Linked DNA regions of Sus scrofa: region 1 is linked to region 2. A link is a contact called in public promoter capture Hi-C data. All regions are on one chromosome and are shown on one strand. The core of a region is the stretch at or near the end of the contact, and the rest is flanking DNA. Distances in the headings are between cores, read along the strand shown.

Region 1 (3,283 bases), core at 144-2,643, 660 kb before region 2:
CTGTGGTGTAGGTTGCAGACATGGCTCAGATCCCGCATTGCTGTGGCTGTGCGGTAGGCCAGCAGCTGCAGCTCTGATTCGACCCCTAGCCTGGGAACCTCCGTATACCACGAGTGCGGCCCTAAAAAAGCAAAAACAAAAAACAAAAAAACAAAACCAAGGCCTGGATTCAGTTATACTCCTTTTCAAAGCCCTTTTACCATGTCCCAAGTACCTGCAGAATAAAGTCCAAACCTCTGGCCTGACTTTAAGGCCTTGTGCAGTCCACTCTGAATGCAAGGCAGCCTGGTGGCATCCTTGTGTGGGAAACAGGCTGTCTTCAGACTCCCACTGGGCTTGTTCACACCTCCGCAGCCTCACACCCTCAATTCCTCCCTCCTTACCTTAAAAGCACATTTCTGAGTCTGGTCTAATCAGTGATGTAGAAGTCCATGCTCATATCAGCCCAGGTCCCTTCACTCCTGTCTGTTCCCTGCATGGAACAGTCTATGCCTCTCTAGCTTCCCTGAGAAGGGGTGACCCTGTTTTCCACCAGGACGCTTGTCCAGCCCCTAGCTGTGAGCAGTGCTAGATAAACAGATGACCCAAGGTCCTAGAAAGGTGCCTGGAACACCCAAGAAGCTTAACAAAAGTCTGTACATTTTGCTGAATACATTCAAGATATTTGATTTTATTAATTTAAAATAACCACCCACTTTCTCCCTGAGGCCAGGGACTTTCCTCCCCCCAGGTGAGAAAAAAACATCTAAACATTTTAACTCTGATAAAATTGGCTTTGACACACAAAGAGCAGAACTTCCTCTTTTAACCCTTCCAGAAATGAGAACTCCTCAATCTCCCCACCTCCACCCCGCCCCCATACTGAATTTCAGATGGCTCAAAAATAACCGACCTGGATCATTTCTTATTCAATAAAACTTTGCATTTTCTCTGCAGTTACCTCCACCCAGGCAAATCAGTACCAAATTCTCCATGCGAGAAAAAGATTTTTAAAAAATGGAGATGTCAGGGAAAAGCGTCTACAGGCAGCAGTCCAACAGGTGCTGCCCTGCAAGCACTTCAACACCGAAACAGACCTTCTGAGCGGGCCGAGTGCTTCTTAGCCAGCCTAGTATGTTTTTAGCTCCTGTTCCACGAGCTTTTCGACAACAAAAATGCCCGCTCCCCTTGGCCTTGCCCTTTTTCTCCCATCACTTACTACCGAGTGCGTGCCTGACTTGTTTATCTGGACGCAATCTTTGTCGCACCCAGTCATCTCGCTCAGCGACCCGCGCAACCACGTTTCCTTAAATCAGAGCCCGGGGGACTCTGCTCGGGAACTACATTTCCCAGCGGCCCCCGCGCCCTTCGCAGGAAGGACGTCTGCGCACTAAGATACTCAGTTCCAAGTTTGGAGCTTTTAGCTGCCAGCCCTGGCCCATCATGTAGCTGCAGCACAGCCTTCCCTAACGTTGCAACTGGGGGAAAAATCACTTTCCAGTCTGTTTTGCAAGGTGTGCATTTCCATCTTGATTCCCTGAAAGTCCATCTACTGCATCGGTCAAGAGAAACTCCACTTGCATGAAGATTGCACGCCTGCAGCTTGCATCTTTGTTGCAAAACTAGCTACAGAAGAGAAGCAAGGCAAAGTCTTTTGTGCTCCCCTCCCCCATCAAAGGAAAGGGGAAAATGTCTCAGTCGAAAGGTAAGAGTCTATTTGCATTACTTGCAAAAATGCAAAGGGTTGTGCATGCATTTATGAATGCATGGATGCAATTTTCGCCTGGCGATTGCATTTTTAAGTTTGAGGTTTTCCACAGCTCAGTTGCATTTCCTGTTTAGTATGTGTCTTTTTTTTGCAGACACAGAGAGTTCCTGTAAGGCAGGGCTTGCAGTTCAGCTGTGCATTGACGTTATTTGCATTCTTCTGCTAGGATTACTGAGCTCTTTTTGCCTTTTGCACAGTCAGGAGAGATAGAGCAGGTTGGTAGCGTCTAAATGTGCAATGCTTTATATAATTGTAAAATTCTTTGGTATGCACACAAATAATAGGTTCTTTTATGTGCAACAGGAATACAAACTTTTAAGAAGTCTGTAGATGAAGATGAAAGGTAAAACTCGAGTTAAACTAGTAGGAAATTAATGTAATCTTATATTCCTTTGGGAATGAACCGTCGCGGTGCCAGTATTTAGCTAAATTTCCATTGATAACGCTTTGAACATTAAGCAACTTTTGATTTTTAAAGGAAGTAAAGGTGAAGTGTGAATAAATAGCATATTACAAAAAAGCAGACCAGAAGTCTTTCTCTTCCGAGATTTTGCACTTTACACCAATTGCTTATTGGTTACGGGTATTTAGAAGCAGCAGCATGGATATTTTATGTCTTCCCATTTGGGAGATGCTTTGCATCTCGAGGGAAAATACTGGGAGAAAAACTGTACTTTTAAGCATTACACCAGCGTGGGGGGACTGGACTGTTTCATTAACAACCATAATGAAATCTTTAAAGTGTGTAATTGCATATATTTAATCAGCTATAATAGGTCAGAAGTTCAGGGTTATGATTGTTTTGTTTTTTCCTTAAAAAGTTTTTTTTACAAAGTTGTATTTTGCAGGCATAAAGTCACGCTGGGGAGGGGATTAAAAATATACAAATCTTGACATGGCCTTAGGGAGCTGAGGGAGTGTTGTCAGGTGTCCCTGGGACCGTACGTAAGTCACTTGTTTCAGAGCAAATCGTTATTGACCATAGAGAAAGCATATGCCCTGTGAGAAGGTATGGAAAGAAGAGGTGAGTTAGGCACTTAGGTGAGTTAGGCTACACAAGGCACTACATAAGTAAGACCTGGTGAAACCAAAGTGTCCCATAAGCTTTTTGCTACTTTTTGGGGAGTTGTTGCATCACTTTTTAGTTCTATCTGACGGAATCATACATCTCAGTCCAAGGACATAATGTATATTATTAAGAATTCAAAGTGGGGCTTTTCTTTTCTTTGGCTACTGGGGGAAAATGGAAATCCGAAAAGCTAAGAGTGTGGAAGTACCTAGGAATTGATATTATGACGTGCAGATATGTATTAATGTAGGGAAAACCTACCGTCTCCTGATTGAGCAGAGAAATAACAGCTTAGAAGGGGCATTCCATGCTTTGATGTATTGAAAAGATGGCATCGAGTTACTTTGCATTTGGTGTACACTGACTCGTTCATTCGTGTGTGTGTGTGTGTGTGTGTGTGTGTGTGTGTGTGTGTGTGTACAGGATTTGGGGACATGCAAAAATATTTCATAGGTAGTTGCTTCCTT
Region 2 (3,306 bases), core at 322-2,821:
TCTTTGAGATTTAGGCTACAGCCTGGCTTCCTATGTATCCATCTATTTTGCAGCGTTAATCCAAACTGTCTACCAATAACACTTGGTTTAATATGCTAAATTAGACCTCCCTGGTGTGAAGCCTGATTCGCACGGAGAGGGCTTGAAAAGGCAAGATGGTGGGTAACAGGGCTTGCACACTGTATCAAGCAAGTATTTGGCTATCAGAGTCACGCCGCGTGCACAGCCTGTTCCTTACCCTTTTAATTTCAGTATCTTTGCTCTGTGCTGGGGCAAGCGGCATAACGCAGGATTAAGAGCCATCTGCAAAACCGTAGCGCATTTCACCAGCACCTCCTAGGGGCCATGTGCGGGTATGAGGCTAGGAGGTGGGTACCGGTGCAGACCCTTTCCTTGTTCAGTTTCACCTCGCCCATACACAGCAATCCCCCGGGCTCTGCCGCTCAGAACGCCAGCGAGTTTGTTGAAGGAGTTTGGCGTCTCTAGGAGGCCTTTTAGAGGCTTAAATAAACTGCACGGAAGACACGTTCGATCGCTTGAAGTAATAAACATGCAACACACACAGGGATTTCAAACTGAGTGTTAAGGAAGAGACACCTAAATATACTGTGTCCTTTGAGAGCAAAGCTTCACTATGACACCAAAGTACTCAGATTTATGCACCACCCCAATTTACACACGCATACACACACACGCGCGCGCGCGGTTTAATCTGTAAAGTTCGAGGATCCGGACCGGTTAACACTGACGTTGACATAGCTTTTGAAAGGGTCTACATGCTCTTGCCTGGTTGCTGGGAATGAGGGCTGGGAGGCGCTGGTGCGAGGGCAGAGCTGAGTGCCTGTAGGAGTTGCCGTTCCAGAGAATTCATTACTCTTTAATTGCTCTGATTTTAGATCAGCAGAGCGTGCCGGGCGCTGGTGGAAAAAGAAACTGAGGGCGGACACTGCGAGAGGGAACGAGTCGTTCACCCTCCAGAGCAGTCTAGGCGCTTGTAAGTAATTCACCAGCAGTCGGGAGAAGGAAGAGCCAAGCGGTTAGGCAGTTGCAACACTTGCGCGCGTCTAAATCCAGCTGGGTTCTGCGCGCCGGTCGCGGTCCCTTTCCCCACTGAATTCGCGGCTCCTCCGCGCACCGCTGGTTCCGCGGGGGTTGTGAGGGACGTGGGGGCTCTTGGGTGGGAGGGAAGGGGAGAGGAAGAGGCGCCCCGGCTGAGGTGGAAGCCTCCACCGCTGCCAGCGTTTCGCCCGGACACAGGCACCCCGCAAGCCCCTTGGGATACACGCATGGCACAGCCGCCACGGAGGACAGAAAAAGGGAAGTGTGGGGCTCGGAAAGGGGTAGGAAGCTTTGCCCAAAGGCCAGGCTGCAATTAGGCAGCCGCAAAAGCCCGGCCGCGGAGCTTCCCACCTGCTGCTGTCCCAGCTGGGGCGCAACTTCCTCCTCCCCGGCCCCGCCGGACTCCCAGACCGGGCTCGGAGGGCGGAGGGGAAGGAAGCGGCGGCAGGTTCTCCTCGCTGGCTGCGCCGCAGGCCGGGGTGTAGCATCCTCCCCTCCCCGCCGAGGTTCCCGGGGCCGGCCGCGCGGTCAGGCGCGCTGCGATTGGTCGGCAGCGGCCGGGGCGGGGCCAGGCGGTATCTCCCGGACGGCCTCAAAAGAGCCCAGGATATTGCAGAGCGCACTGGAGCCCTAGCCAGCGCGCAGCCTTCCCCGGCGCCGGCAAGCTGGGTCTTGGGAATTCTGGTTTGCTTTGGCTCACTCGCTTTCACAAACTACTGGATCTTACATGCCTCTGTAACCCCCCACTTCCACTCCATGTCCCCATGCTCCTGCGCCAGCAACAGGTAAGGGCTGCTGTGTATTTTCTTCCCTCCTTTTCTCTTGTTGCCTGTGTATCCTGGGGAGTGGACTCGGGCTGCCGTCCCCGACCCTACCCTGCCCGGCTGCTCCAGAGGTGCCCAGCTGTCACGCTGTTGTAGCGCTCACCCACGCTCCGGAGTCCCAGATCATGCCTATAGAGTTTGTGTGCGCACCAGAACATCCCCAGAGCTAAAAATACTGAGACATGCTTGGAACAGTTGAGCAATAGAAACAGATTTCTCTGCAGCATCTGTTTGTGCTCATAACTTCCAGTGCACCAGCTGTAGCAAGATACAGCGTTTGGAGACAAGGGCGAGGGAGCCTGTGTTCGATTCTCACTCTAAGGGAAAAAAAGGGGCGGGGGCGGGATGGGGGGTGCGTCTGGAGTACTGGTCTCAAATCTTGGCAAATCTTGGCACTCGGTACTAGTCCTGATCCTTGGCGTCTCTCCTCCCCCCCCCCCCTTTGTCATTGCTTCAAGTGTAGCTTCCAGTTCCAAACCGAGCGAGCGTCTCAGAGTTGCTTTCCTGGGGAAGAGAGCGGGAGCTCGGGTTGGCTTTGAGCCTGAAGACCGCAAAACTTTTACATCATCTGTCACTCTCCCCTAAGCAACTTGTTTTTCTTAGTAATAATAGTGTTAATACCGAAATTAAAGGCAGTGTGGTTTCAGGGAAGCACAGTGGTCAAAACGACCTGATTCTGCAAAAGATTGCATCATAAAACATAGACTCATCATGACAATTGAAAAAAAAAACCGAGATAGGAAATGGGCAGTTTATTGCCTGCGTCTGGGTAATCCTATCAGTAGGATCATAACTAGGATAAGGCTGTGAATCCTGGGGATTTTCATAAACTCTGAATTTACCTATTAAGAAATAAGGCATTATTGTAAACGTGTTTTGGCTATGCAAAAAAAATGAATATTGCTTTGTACCACTTCTTTTCTTTCCATATTCATACTCGGTAGGCTGCCAGACTTCTTCTGGCTAACCACTGTTATATGTCTCCTGTATATTACCTGTACACTTGCTAGCTTCTTCCTGCTCACTTCTGCCCCGGCCCCCAAGTGTTTTATTTATATTTGCTATTACCCGGAAAAATCGCCATGTTCAGGAGTAAGAGATGTTTAAGGATGGTGGGAAGCGTGAGAGTTGGGGTCAAGGTCATTTCACTTCGCTTTCAGCTCCTCCCCCTCTCTCTTGGGGGGGGGCACTTTCTTTTACGTTATTGATATCCATTAGGAATATCTGTACCGAACTCTATTGAATTTGACATTAAAAAATAACACGGTATTTCTACTTCCTTCAGACTTTCCGGCTCTAGACTCTCTGGTTGGCTGTAGCGTCCTTGTATGACTTTCGAGTAGTGTGAACGATTGACCACGCTGTTTACCTGAACAGACCGGCTGTTTCAGGCTTTTTTCTTTTACTGTATAGTTTTGTTTAC

The links. Promoter capture Hi-C pulls out the DNA fragments that hold promoters and counts their contacts.
Region 1: a contact with region 2 is called in a promoter capture Hi-C map of liver, with 4 times the contacts expected there. The contact joins the promoter of MAP2K6 here to the promoter of LOC110255979 in region 2. A contact is called at or near these places in 1 of 5 promoter capture datasets (liver) and 1 of 47 Hi-C or Micro-C datasets (fibroblasts).

What each region holds. Positions count from the first base shown.
Region 1 is chr12:11,016,727-11,020,009 of Sscrofa11.1, reverse strand. It overlaps MAP2K6 (dual specificity mitogen-activated protein kinase kinase 6), which reads left to right and starts at 1,393. Exons shown (of 13, transcript XM_013980816.2): 1 at 1,393-1,684. The coding sequence starts at 1,669. ABCA5 (ATP-binding cassette sub-family A member 5) reads right to left here and starts at 1,184. Exons shown (of 41, transcript XM_021068106.1): 1 at 1,077-1,184.
Region 2 is chr12:10,360,619-10,363,924 of Sscrofa11.1, reverse strand. LOC110255979 reads right to left here and starts at 1,571. Exons shown (of 1, transcript XM_021066710.1): 1 at 1-1,571. The coding sequence starts at 1,547. The coding sequence ends at 1,065. It also overlaps a transcript of KCNJ2 not described here.